Linked DNA regions of Mus musculus: region 2 is linked to region 1. Evidence: chromatin contacts called from public promoter capture Hi-C data. All regions are on one chromosome and are shown on one strand. The core of a region is the stretch at or near the end of the contact, and the rest is flanking DNA. Distances in the headings are between cores, read along the strand shown.

Region 1 (6,588 bases), core at 2,183-4,682:
ACAGAAAAGGGTTTCCGATATCTTAGATCTGCGGTTATGGTTGTGTTCTGTCCAAGCGGTACACATTAACCACTGTTTCTCCAGTCCTAACAATAGTTTTATAGCTAAATAGTACCTCATTTTTGAATATACCACAAGCTAGCCACCCGTAGATTTCTAGTTCTTGGCTATCACATAGCTACCTGGAAATTTAATGGCTTAGATCTATTTGTACTGTATAACTTCATACAAAATTGCCAATCTCAAAAGCAGATGGAAGATCCAGTTGCCTCACGTTTGCAAGTTCCCTATAGATTATAATCTGCTTGACTTTAACAGGACTGTTTTACTTCTGAATTTAGGAAGTAGATACAAATCCTTTGAGTATGTGACTTGAAAATATTTGTTGCCTTTTAATTTTAGTAAGATCTTCAGAAAACTAGTTTAGAAACTTGACCCAGAATAAAATACAACAAAAAGTTTGATGGCCCACAAGCCATCTTTTTTATAAAACATGCTTTTGAAGGAGCATCTAAGAACCTTACCTTAATGCAGGTTAAAGATGCTTTGGTTTCTTGACTCATCTTGTCCTCATTTACAAACTATAATTTTGCCACTCATTTTTGCCTTGATACTGCAGCTATAAATTGTTTTAAAAATCAAGTTACCCTTATGAAACTATCCTAGTTCTTCCATACATTTTACAATGTTTTCCTCCATTCTCAAAGAGTGGCAGAAACTGTCATTTCTTTCTCAGACTATTTTTTAGGATGGCTTCACTGTGATCCTCGATGGCCTTGAAGTCAAACCGGACTACCTGATGGGATTAAAGGTGTGAGCCTGTGTCACAGCTTCCTTGAGAAAAGGCTTGGAAACAAGCTTCATGTTGGGTGAAATTAAGGCTGAAAACCTGTGGATACCTCAGCTGACCTGCTAGGAAGCATTGTATGAAATCTGTAGCCAGACTTGGGTCTACTCTAGTGCTGATACAATCTGTGATTTTTTTTTTTTTGAGACAGGGTTTCTTTGTGTAGCCCTGGCTGTCCTGGAACTCACTCTGCCAATCAGGCTGGCCTCGAACTCAAGAAATTCACCTGCCTCTGCCTCCCAAGTGCTGGAATAAATTAAAGGTGTACGCCACCACGCCCAGCTGTGATTTGTGATCTTCCCTTGAAAATATAACCCCTGTGAGGGCAAGGTTTGCAGAGATTAAAGAATGCTTTGAACCAATTAGGTGCAAGACAATAGACTCAAGTAGCAAGAGCAAAGCGGGATACAGGGTGTCTCCTTCATTTACTGAGGAAGGTCATCTGAGCTCGGGTCCTGCAGCTTGCAAGTGCTTTACTCTTGAGCTCTCAGCAGCCCCTTTCACTGTATACCTTTGAGGTAAAAATTACCAATTTTAAGGTATGCATTCTTCCTTGCTCAAACCTTTCCCTGTGCCCCCCAGTTTACTTTAGCCCAAGCTCTCCACAACTAAGCACACAAATTACACCCCTCCCACACACCCAAAGCATTCTTCCTGCCCCTTGCTCCCAAATACTGGGATTACTATAGCCTTACCCTCTAGAATTCTGCATACTAAGTTCTCCACAATCACCGAAAATTATCCTATAGACCAGGTCAATTAAAGACCTCTATGACACTTTATTAAACTTGACAATTGCCAAGGAACAATAGAAATTCAAGGCACATTTAGAATACTGCACATGTTGACAGTGTCCACTTATTGCAGTGTTATTTCTATACTGTAGCTGTAACAGTTACAAAGTATTTTAGTAGCTGTCTCCTAAAACTGGTAAAATATTTTTGGAGTTTCAGGGCAGGAAGTAAGACACAAAATATTTTTTCAGAATATGAAAATTTATTACTGTGTTTCCATTGTCAAATTTTATGATCTTGGCCTTTCTTTCTTGCCTTTGTATAGAGCCAACAGAGAAACATTGGCTACTTTAACCACCTTAAAGCGGACTCCAGGAATATCACCTACAGCATGACCTTTTCGACCAAATCCAGCAACCAGAACTTCATCATTTTCCTGAAATAAAATAAAGGCCATTTTAGGTATCAGTGGCAATTAAAATACCCACCTGGCAAATTAAATATTAAAAGAAATAAAATAAGTCACCTCAATGAAGTTCAGGCAGCCATCATTGGGCACGAACGCTGTGATCTTCTTCCCGTTCTTAATGAGCTGCACCCTGACGCACTTCCTGATGGCAGAATTTGGCTGTTTGGCCTCAACCCCTCTGCAATATCAATGGCACATGTGAAGTCAGTAAGGTTTTTAAAATTCGATTAAGAATAAAAGTAGAAGCAGCTCCTAGTCAATCCAGTCTCAAATCCTGCAGATGCCACTATTTTAATGAAGTTTTTACAGGCAAAATCGAACTTTAGCGCCACTGGAGTGGTAAAAATGAGGATTCAAACTCTTGTTGCGAAATTTGTGAACGCCACACACAAAAAAAAAAAATCATCACTCTAAAAAGCCAATGCACCAGAAACATGCCAGAAAAGGAATTTTCTCAACTCCAAAAAGATACTAAGAATGTACCAGCTGCTTAAGGTATAGCCCCCCCCCCAACTGTTCAATGTATGCTTTAGTATGTACTATATTACTTTTACTTCTTCCATTCCTTCCAGACTACAGCCGAAATTAAAAACTTTAGTAATCTCATCCCTGGCCGAACATAAACAAGCACATTTCCCATTTTTTCCTTATAAAAACCCCAACCAACGCAGGCTCAGGATCTTTTGCGACTTTTGAAGAACTACTTCGTTCTCAACTACGGTAAACCATCGCTTCTAGCGCGCAGCTTTTGACTTACACTTTTTCCAGCACAATTCCCTTTGCATGAGAGGCACCCCCAAACGGATTGGCCTTCAGGGCTGTGCCCAAGTGGGCTTTCTTGTACTGTTTGTCATGCCACTTCTGGTCCCGTCGGTGACTGCGGAGCTTCCGGGCAGTTCGGAGACCACGACACTTGCCTAAAAAACACACATCACTGAATGCTCCGCAAACCGAGCCCGCGCTTCCGCACACGAGCTTCAGCAGAAGGGACGTTTGCGCCAGAGACCTGTGGCTCCTCTTAGCACGTGGGCCAATTACCCTCGAAATCCCCTAACTCGGAGCTGCACACAAACCCAGGCTGGGGCCTTTACGCTTACTTAAATTTCCAGGGTAATGGGTCCCGGCAAGGCCGCCCGAAGGCCGCAGGAACTCTTCCGTATGGCCACGTGCCCGCGGGACGGCGCCCCTTCTCCCGACCTCCGCCCGGTTACAGCCCTACTCTCCGCTCTATCTCCCCACGATAGGCCGTATCCCGAGCTCTAGAGCCCTGCGGCGGCCCCTCAGCCCAGCCCCGCACAGCTCACCCATCTTGCCGGCGCCACGGGCCCAAGAGAAAGAGAGAGGAGGTGCAGGAAGGACCCACAAGGCATTGCGGGAAGCCCCGCCCAGCCGAAGGCCCCGTGCGGCTGTCCAAGCGGCGCCTGTACCGGGGAGTGTGTGGGTGGAGGAAACGATTCAGTGCCTCCACTTTTGTGAGACACAGAGTTTTGTTTAATATGTATCAAATCCAAAGCAATTTCATTTACGCTGTTATTTCCTTTTCAGGCAAATGACAAGGCTAGAGGAATACGGACTACCAATCCCAGAAATCTTTGCGCTAACTGCTCACTGCGCAGGCGTCCTCTGCAACTCCCTCAACCCACCCCCCCACCCCCCCACACCTCAGGCCCAGGGCTGGGCGGTGCTAATTCGGAAAGGGCGGAGCGGGGTGGGGCTGGACGGAGTAGGAGGTTCCCAGCGTCAGTAAATTGTAAATTTTAGTGAGGCAATGATTCAGTGATGAAAAATCGATTATTTTTGTTGTTGTTGTTTCTAGCCAGACTTGAGCTTTAAACAGTGAGCTGACATTTGTTGGTTGTGCGTCCTTGCTTAATTCTAGTACCTTTACAACCCGAATCTTTCCTGTAGTTTTTCTGGGATGTTGAGTCACATAAAAATGAAAATTTTAATGTCTTTGCACTGGATATTTGGCAGTTAAGAGAACGAAGATTTTTCTCGTTAAGTTTATATTCTAGGTAAAGGGACAGAGCCTATAAATATAAAAAAATATCTTTACACACTGACAAATGTTATAGAAAAATGAAGCTTTTTAGTGAAGGGGTGGACTTTAAGAAGGTATCCCTGTAGGTTACATTTGAGCTGGGAGCCTATATTTAGCATAGGATACAGCCTTCCAGAAGTGAAAGGTGGTTCTCTTGTCAATTGAACTGAGAGATTAAAAAAAAAAAGCAACAGTGGTTCTGAAAGCCTGGGCATTACAGAACTTTACAGCTGGGCATGGTGGTGCATGCCTTTAATCCCAGCACTTGAGAGGCAGAGGCAGGTGAATTCCTGAGTTTGAAGCCAGCCTGGTCTACAGAGTGAGTTCCAGGACAGCCAGGGCTACACAGAGAAACCCTGTCTCAAAAACAACCAAACAACCAAACAAACCAAACAAACAGAACTTTACCGCAGTAAAGCCTTCTGAAACTCTCCTCTGATATTAAATCTTTAGATTTAAGCTGGGGATTCTTTTTTTTTTTTTTTTTTTTTTTTTAGATCTGTTTATTTTATGTATGTAAGTACACTGTAGCTCTACAGATGGATGTGAGCCTTCATGTGGTTGTTGGGAATTGAATTTTAGGACCTCTGCTCCCCGGTCGGCCCTGCTTGCTTGGGTCAACTCCATTTGCTCAGTCCCTGCTCTCTCAGGCCCAAAGATTTATTTATTATTATACATAAGTACACTGTAGCTGTCTTCTAACACTCCAGAAGAGGGCATCAGATCTCATTACGGGTGGTTGTGAGCCACCATGTGGTTGCTGGGATTTGAACTCGGGACCTTCAGAAGAGCAGTCAGTGCTCTCACTAAGCTGGGGGATTCTTTAAGAATACTTTGCATTTATCTGAGATTAGTTGTAAAGAGACAAAAACAGATGAGTCTGGGAAGCATTTAGGAAGGTGTGATTGTAAAAGCAGGAGGTGAGTGTGGCTTGGACGCTCAGGGGAGGTGCTGACCTTCCTGGATTGGTTTTACAGTTTTGCAGTAGAATCAACAGGATTTTTGAGGCCTGGATCTTGAGTAGGAAGGAAAACTCCTGAAAAGAATGTGTCTGTAGAGGCTGGAGAGATTGGAATGTTGTAGCTCCAAAGGCTAGTTAGTACCTTATCTTGCGCTCAGTTTAGCCCTCTGAACAGCCTTTCCTTGCCTACTCTGTCCTAGAACTCACATTGTGATGTAAAACCTATTGGAGTCTATTAACTTAGCAGGCTACTAGCTTCCACTGATCCAAAAACAAAGAATATCGCCATACAGGGGCTTGGGCCTCTAAAAATCTTCCTCATCTTGATGGATCTACCTCTCAGGTGTACCCACCAATCTCTTTTAAACCTGCCTTGATATATGAGTCTTTTGTTAAAACAATAACAACTTCATGGAATCGCTTCATCCGTGGAACATAGAATTTCCTAAATCTGTGTTCCCAGGCCATGGCCATTTAAAATGGCTCCAGAATAAATAGTCTCGTATTCCTTTAAAAATGAGGAAAAATGGCTTTTGTGTGATCATGAATTAACTGCTTCCCCCTTGATTTTTGACTTGAGCAATTGTGTTATTAAGTGTAAAGTGCTGCAAAGGTTTTTTTTTGTTGTTGCTTCTATCTATCTATCTATCTATCTATCTATCTATCTATCTATCTATCTATTTTCAAGGCCTGGCTTTCTGCAGTACAGGCTGGCCGTGAACTGATTGTCCTGCCTCAGTTTCCTGAGTGCTGTAATTACAGGTAGGAACCACCACAGCCACACCCAGTTTGGAAGAGCATATTTTTTAAGGGAAAAGTACATACTCTGTTCTGCATGCGTTCAGTTTTGCACCCAGGGATGTGAAGTAGATAAGAAGACCTAAGTTCCAGCTGGGCAGTGGTGGTGCACACCTTTAATACCAGCACTTGGGAGGCAGAGGCAGGCAGTCTACAAAGTGAGTTCCAGGACAGCCAGGGCTACACCGAGAAACCCTGTCTTGAACCCCGCCCCCCCCCCCCCAAGGTCCTAAGTTCCACAACGATATTGAACAGATATTGAAAACTGTGGCTCTGTGTGAAACCTTAGAAAGAGACCAGCACGTGGCTTTAAGGAGTGCTTGACATCAGGGGAAGAAACTGAAAAGAACCACTTGGCCAGCCTCTTCCTCAGCATCACTGAGGACATGTGCTTACCTACTTCAGCTTCCTCTGGACAAATGGCATGATGATGTAGACAACAGGTGTCTTTTATTTTGGAGATCTCTCAGAGACATATGAAGACCACTCTGCTGATATTCTCTCAGACAGTAACCCCCTTTGCAATTTGCCTAGTCAGTGGTTGTTTGATAAGATCTTTTTACTTGAAAAGCAAGCACTTGTGCCTAGACAAGACCAGGAGCCTCCTGTAAAGAAGCCAGCCCTGGCGATACACAAGAAAACAACTATCTCTTTAAATAGAGGTGTTCTGAAATAAACCGAGTCCCTTATTCCACACAGCTGATCACAGTCTCTCAACTAAGCCTGTTCACTTTCTGA
Region 2 (6,588 bases), core at 2,568-5,067, 7.3 Mb before region 1:
ATATATATATATATATATATATATAGATAGATAGATAGATAGATAGATAGATAGGGTTTCACTATGAATCCCTGCATGGTCTGGAACTCACTAAGCCGATTAGGCTAGCCTTGAACTCACTGCCTCTGCCTCTCAAGTGCTGGGACTAACTAAAGGTATGTGTTACTACACCTGGCTTAGACAAGGGATATTTTAAAAAACCAACAGAAATTTAATATGGGTGTCTGTGAGACTCTAGAAAATCCCTTTAAAAGATGACTTTCAAGCTTTTCCTCAACTCTGAATCTCCTGATTCAAAGAAAACAGAATGGAGTCAGCCAAATGAAAGTGAATGTAGGGAGTTGTACCATAACTTTCAACCTTTAAATAAGACAGATGCCACCTCCAGGTCAGAGTTAACTTGATCTTGAATATTTTTACTATCCTCTTCATTTAAGGACTTCACGAATCGAGAACACACGTTCATATCAAATCGGTTTGGCAATATGAATTTCATCCCCATGGCGACGCCCTGGGCTGCTCCTTCATCTGGGTTTGGGTCTAGCTGGTGCTCTAGCTTGATGTCTGGCATCCCAGAGATATAGCTGCTGGGACACTCTTCCACGATCAGCTGGGCCCCAATGTCCAGATTTGCAGATGTAGCCATGGCTTTAATAATTAAAACACTTCTTCATGATTTCTTGTTTTTTTTTTTCTCAAAGGTGTTATCCAGTATTTTCCTGGAATTGGGATATTAAAATATCTGAAAGTAAAAAATTAGAAAATTTATGGTAGTATGTAACTTATATAAATGTACATACACAATCATTTTAACTCCACACCCAAACACTGCTCTTGTAAGCCTCCTAACAGGATGCACAGGATATTCAGGGGTAGGGGATCTGCCTGTGAACCAAGGCTTTGCCATTTGCTTATTAGCTGTGTGGTGTGTACAAGTTGCGGAGCCTGACAGAGTGTCCTGTGTAAAAAGGGATGCACACCGGGTGTGGTGGTGCACGCCTTTAATCCCAGCACTCGGGAGGCAGAGGCAGGCGGATTTCTGAGTTCGAGGCCAGCCTGGTCTACAGAGTGAGTTCCAGGACAGCCAGGGCTACACAGAGAAACCCTGTCTCAAAAACCAAAAAACAGACAAAAAGGATGCTGCCGCTTATGTACAGGGTCCTGGGAAAGGATGCAGGGAACACAGCACACCTCCAACACTGTCAAAACACATTTCAGTTAGTTTCTCCCCTTCTATAGTTGACTAGTGCCAAATATTTAAAGATCAGGCTACCAAAGAAAATAAACTTTTATGCTAAGACAGTAGGCCATTATTTGAGATTAATTTTTTTTGTTTTAAAAGTGAATCTCACCATTGCACGGTGAGATTTATTTTTTTAAATGCCATTTCTGTAAGTCTTCTCAATTTGAGCTGAGGTATAACCAACTTGTAGCCAGGTTGACCAGCACTGTTTTCTATCATACCCATGATTCAGACAGTGAAGCACTTTACAGACTTGTTTTAAAAATGAGCTATTACACTTATCTATTTTGTTCGCATGTATATGGGCACACATGGGCCACAGCATGCATGTAGAGGAGGATACATTTCAGGATCTGGGGTTTCCCATCTATTATGTGTGTCTCAGGAACTGAACTCAAGTCATCAGGCTGGGCAGCAAGTGGCTTTACCCACTGAGGCACCTCCCTGGCCCTACAAAATGTATTTTGTTAAGAATTAAAAGTATATTTATCAGTGTTTGTTCAGAGAAAGCATAAGCAACTTGTTGTAAGTTTTGATGAGAAATATGTAGATTATGGATTGGTGTCACAGGATATGTGACAGTCCCAAATACACAGTCACTTGAAAAAGGAAGAACTGAAGATCCAGTGAATTTTTGTTTTGACAGCATATTGCCCCTTTGGACACCTTGAAAGGGAACTGAGTGTGTGATGATCAGAACTGCCTGGAATTAGGAGAGAAACGAATCAGTAATGTATGACCACTGCAGCACTTTAAAACCATTTCAAAAGACTGATCCTGTTGAGTATGGTGGAGCACTAGAGAGCAGGAGAAATAGTCCTCCCCAGAAAGGAGCCCAGCAACTGGTCATGCAATACTAAGTAGTCATGCCCTGAAAACATACACACAAGAAACATTACACAAGCCAGGTGTGAGGGGCACACACCTTTAAGCTCTGCACTTGGAAGGCAGAGGCAGGCACATCTCTGGGAGTTTGAGGTCAGCCTGGTCTACACAGTAAGTTCTAGGACAGTTAGAGCTACTTAATAGAGAGACTTTATCTCAAAAACTTCTTTTTAAAAACCACTGGTCCTTATCACGGCCTTCTGAGTAGAATGGGTGAGTAACATTCATCTCAGTGGAAAAAGAAAGCTCCTGAATCCGGAGAAACATATGTTGCTCTATCAACTCCATCACTGAGGTCAGTAAGTAAGCAGCAATACAAGAATACAAAACTTCCAGGAGAGACATGAAGACACTACAGTCACACAAAGTATCACATAACAAAGTTGCTACATTTTGTCAGAAGGCCACAGGAACAGAAAGTTAGTTTATAGCACTCAATGGGAACTGTTTCTAAGGAAAGAACAATTTCTTCTAGGCACGTGTGGGTTGAGCCGCAACTCCACCCCCTCTCCTCCCCAGTTCTCCCAGGGGATGTCCAGTGCTATTCTCTTGAAAACTTCCTTTCAAGCTCCCATTAAAGGGGGAAAAAACTGCCAGATGGAGATCTTTTTTCTTTTGACACGAGGTCTTACTTATTTTGTAGCCTCGACTCTGACTCCGGAGTGCTGGGATTAAAGGTGTGTACCACCTCCCTCACCTGGTTTAAGATCACTCTTAGGAGCCACCGCACACAAAACCTACCTAGTGCCTCATATTTTCTGATCTTAATTTGGACAATTTTTTTTTTTACAGTTTCTTTCCCATATTTTCTAATTGGGTCTGATAATTTATTTTCAACACCAACTAATTCGATGTGCTAGACATGCAAATCACGAGTTTCCCGAGACTCAATCCTTCCTAAAATGGGGTTAAAATAGTCACCTCTTTGCGGACCCCTATAGAACAATAGGTTTCAATAGACGGAATTACCAGTCTTTGACCAGAGAACAGGAAAGGAAAAGGGAACGGTTATCTAGACTGGATTACAGAGATAAGCAAAGACTGTTGATTCGCCAAGACTTGAAGCACAAGGGAGGGAAAAAACGAAATGACAGAGATGGTGAGAAAGAGTTAAGAAAGAAAGGGTGGGTAGGCTCGCCAGCCAGACGCCTGGGAAGGGAGAGTATAATGCAAGCAGGGGGCACAGTCCCCAATGGAAGCTAATCACAGAGGCTTCGGGTTCTTCCTAATTCTTGAAATTGTCCTACAGTGGGGGCAAAGGTGCTATAAAAAACGAAAGGCGTCTCACGGGCGACAGGTGTCCGGGCGGGCGTTCCCGCTCTACGGCCGCGGGGTGACACCCGCTCCCGCTCCGACGCGGCGAGCGGATCCGGGGACAGGGGCCGGTCAGGCGGGTGGTACACGCGCCCTGAGCTCAGCGGGAGAGCGGCTCTGGCCTGGCCTAGCCAGATCGGTCCCGAGCCCCGGGCCTGCTTCGGGCCCAGACGTCACTTCCTATCTTTTATCTCCTCTGGAAAAAGCCCAGAGCGTTCGGTGAAGGCGAGACGACTCCCAGGGATCGCTTCTTGTTTCCCTAGCGCCCCGTAGCCCATCCTCTCGGAGAACCATGGATCGCCTCAGTTCCGGGTCATTGGAGAGCGGCCCGGGGCCCCGCCCAGGGCCCCGCCCACCAGGGCGCTTTCTTGTAGTTCTTTGGGTCGTAAACCTTCTGCGCCTGCGCTGCACGTCATCTTCCCGCGACGCGCCTCTGCGCCTCCGCGTTTCCGGCTCCTGGACTGTCCGCGTGATTTTGAGCGAGTGCTGCAGAGCGGTATGCTGTAGGGAGCTGGCGAAGTCTGGGGAGTCGTCCTGGGGATCGGTGCCTCGGTGGACCCTCGGGGCCCCGCGGAGGTAGGCGATGGCGGCTCCCGGTGGCGGCCCAGGCTCTGCTCAGTCCTCACTGTGATCTCTGACATCCTGGACGTCTGTTCTGGGGCTTCCCCCGGAGATCACTGAACTTATCTGCCTCCGCGATTTAATTTTGACCCAGGCTTTGCTCCTCTGTAGTCGCTCTCCTAGCCACCTCTGTCAGTCCCTGGAGCAATCTCTTCTCCAAGGCCAAGGACAGAATTCTGTTTTAGTGATTTGAGGATGGCTGGGTATTCGTCCCTCTCTGCACCTCCGCTCTGCTTCTTTTGTGCCCATCGTGCCACATTATGCTTAGAGACCCCGCTGAAATGACATTATGTCCAGGTAGAATTAAACATCTCCCTCTTACATGTTCTCAGTACCCTTCAGGGTTTATTTGATCACACCTTGTGTCGTAATGCCTGTTATTCCGTGAATCCCAGTTTCTTAGGTCCTGACTTGGTCCAGTGATTTTCCTAACATTCGTTTTCATAGCATCTCATTGCTTGTTCTGTCTTCCCTTGCACGTCCCCGCCAATGCTGTTCTTCATTTGTGTAACTTAGCAAGCCAGCGCTACTTCTCACTTCTTTCCTCGAAAACCTTTCATTTCTTGAAAAATAGACTTAGGAGGTACTATTCCTGGGACAGATCTATTCCGGTGCCTGTTTTTATCTAGTGAGCCAATAATGGTTTTTGCAGATAAACATACTGTCTTATGTACAGTGATTTGGCTTGAAACTAAATGAAATAGGCCTTGACCTCAAAGAATTGTATTTCCTTTCAACAACAACAAATGCGTTTGTGAGTACTAGTGAAAAAATTTCTTGCCATGTCATTAACTATAGAATATCTTCTGCTTTGTCGGTTGGTTGGCCAGACCTAAAATATTTACCATCTGGCCCTTGATAGTGTTTGAGAACACCTGTTGGAAGGCAGAGAGGGATTTCTGAGGGACAGAATGACTTCCTGTGCTGACCTTAAATAGGAAGTACGTAGTGAAAGGGCATTCCTGGTATGTTAAAGCAAAAGTGAGTGTGAAGTGAATGAACCTTGGTTTGCTCTGCTTCATCAAAATAGCAATTAGAATAAGTTAAACTGATTGCTTTGGTGCTGCTGATGTCGGCTGTGCAGGCTTTTCAGAGTGGACAGAGAGTATCGTCGATATAATCGTCCATCTGATACTCCCGACTGTCTTCAGTTGAATGCTTCTCGTGTTAAGAACTTAGATTCTTCTTCTCCTTCTTTTTTTCTTCTTCTGTCACTTTTAAGTTTCCTCTGTTTAGGTTTTCTTTCCTACAGTTTGAACCTTTCACGTTTAATTTTATGTCTGATGCCAGCACATTATCTCTAATTTCATCTTAAGCCTCTACACTTAAAGATTAACTTTGTTTTCCTTGCTTCTTTTGTCTTTTAGGAAGTCAGGTCAGTCTGTTGTGTTTCTAGTTCTGTATTCTTTCCTTTGACAAGAAAGTGAATGTTCCAGCCCTGCATGCTTTTCTGGTTTCAACTACTGGAAGGCTAAGTCTTATTTACTCTCAAGCATTGCCGCCTGCTCTGGGAGGTTTAAGGACATACATATGCAGCATATATGTGTGTGTGTGTGTGTGTGTGTGTGTGTGTGTGTGTATGTATGTATTATATATATATGTGTGTGTATGTATATATTATATATGTGTGTGTGTGTGTGTGTGTGTGTATGTAAATGTATATATGTATATAGATGGGCCAGTATGGTACCCCAGATCTCTATGCTTCAAGTGTCTCTTCCATGATTTCAATGAGATGGTTTATTGGTCATTAGTCTATAAAGTTCCACACAGCCTTTTGAAAGAAAGTAGAATGAAAATCATCCTTGCATAGGAAAGCTTATAAACAATCTGTGCTTTAAAATTTGTTCTTTTTCCAGGCCTGAGGCAGAGTCACTGAAGTTATTGTGAAATTAGTTCCAGACTCCTGACCCTAGGATAACAGCGCACTTATATGAAACCATGGCCGGCTATAAACCTGTAGCGATTCAAACATATCCTGTACTTGGTGAGAAGATCACCCAAGACACTCTGTACTGGAACAACTATAAGGTAAAGTATGAGAGGAAATGAGGGACGAGGGCATTTGAACAATTCTTACCCATTTATGTCAGTGTCTCCAGCTGTCAAAGTCCATACCACTTAATTATTTTGACCATGCAGCTGCTTAACACAGAACATGTATATAATGGCAAATGAAACTATAAAACTTAAATCTTATATGCAAGAGGATTTTCTTGTCTTTTCTACTCTGAAATTAGCTTCTCTGTACCTCCTAATGATGCTTGCAGTGACTCTTTTAAATATATATTGAAAACCTAGAAGGTAGAAAAAATTTGGGATTAGGAAGTTTGTGGAAAATGATACTTAATCAGACAATAAAAACCTAAGAAGAGACTGAGCGTCAGTCACCAGTTCAAACGGATGTAGCTCAGTTGGTGAGTGCTTGTCTGGTTGCATGAGGCGCTGAGTTCAGTCTCCAGCCTTGCACAAACCTGTCTAGTGGTGTATGCCTGTGATCCCCCCCACCCCCGCACACACACACA

What was found. Promoter capture Hi-C pulls out the DNA fragments that hold promoters and counts their contacts.
Region 2: a promoter capture Hi-C map of pre-B cells shows a contact between it and region 1. The contact joins the promoter of Ankra2 here to the promoter of Rps23 in region 1. A contact is called at or near these places in 1 of 39 promoter capture datasets (pre-B cells) and 1 of 484 Hi-C or Micro-C datasets (CD4 T cells).

What each region holds. Positions count from the first base shown.
Region 1 is chr13:90,919,966-90,926,553 of GRCm38.p6, reverse strand. Rps23 (ribosomal protein S23) reads right to left here and starts at 3,432. Exons shown (of 4, transcript NM_024175.3): 1 at 3,355-3,432; 2 at 2,808-2,967; 3 at 2,108-2,228; 4 at 1,822-2,017. The coding sequence starts at 3,358. The coding sequence ends at 1,871.
Region 2 is chr13:98,260,305-98,266,892 of GRCm38.p6, reverse strand. Ankra2 (ankyrin repeat, family A (RFXANK-like), 2) reads right to left here and starts at 3,817. Exons shown (of 8, transcript NM_001271388.1): 1 at 3,417-3,817; 2 at 361-742. The coding sequence starts at 646. Utp15 (UTP15 small subunit processome component) reads left to right here and starts at 3,901. Exons shown (of 13, transcript NM_178918.3): 1 at 3,901-4,018; 2 at 5,923-6,094. The coding sequence starts at 6,005.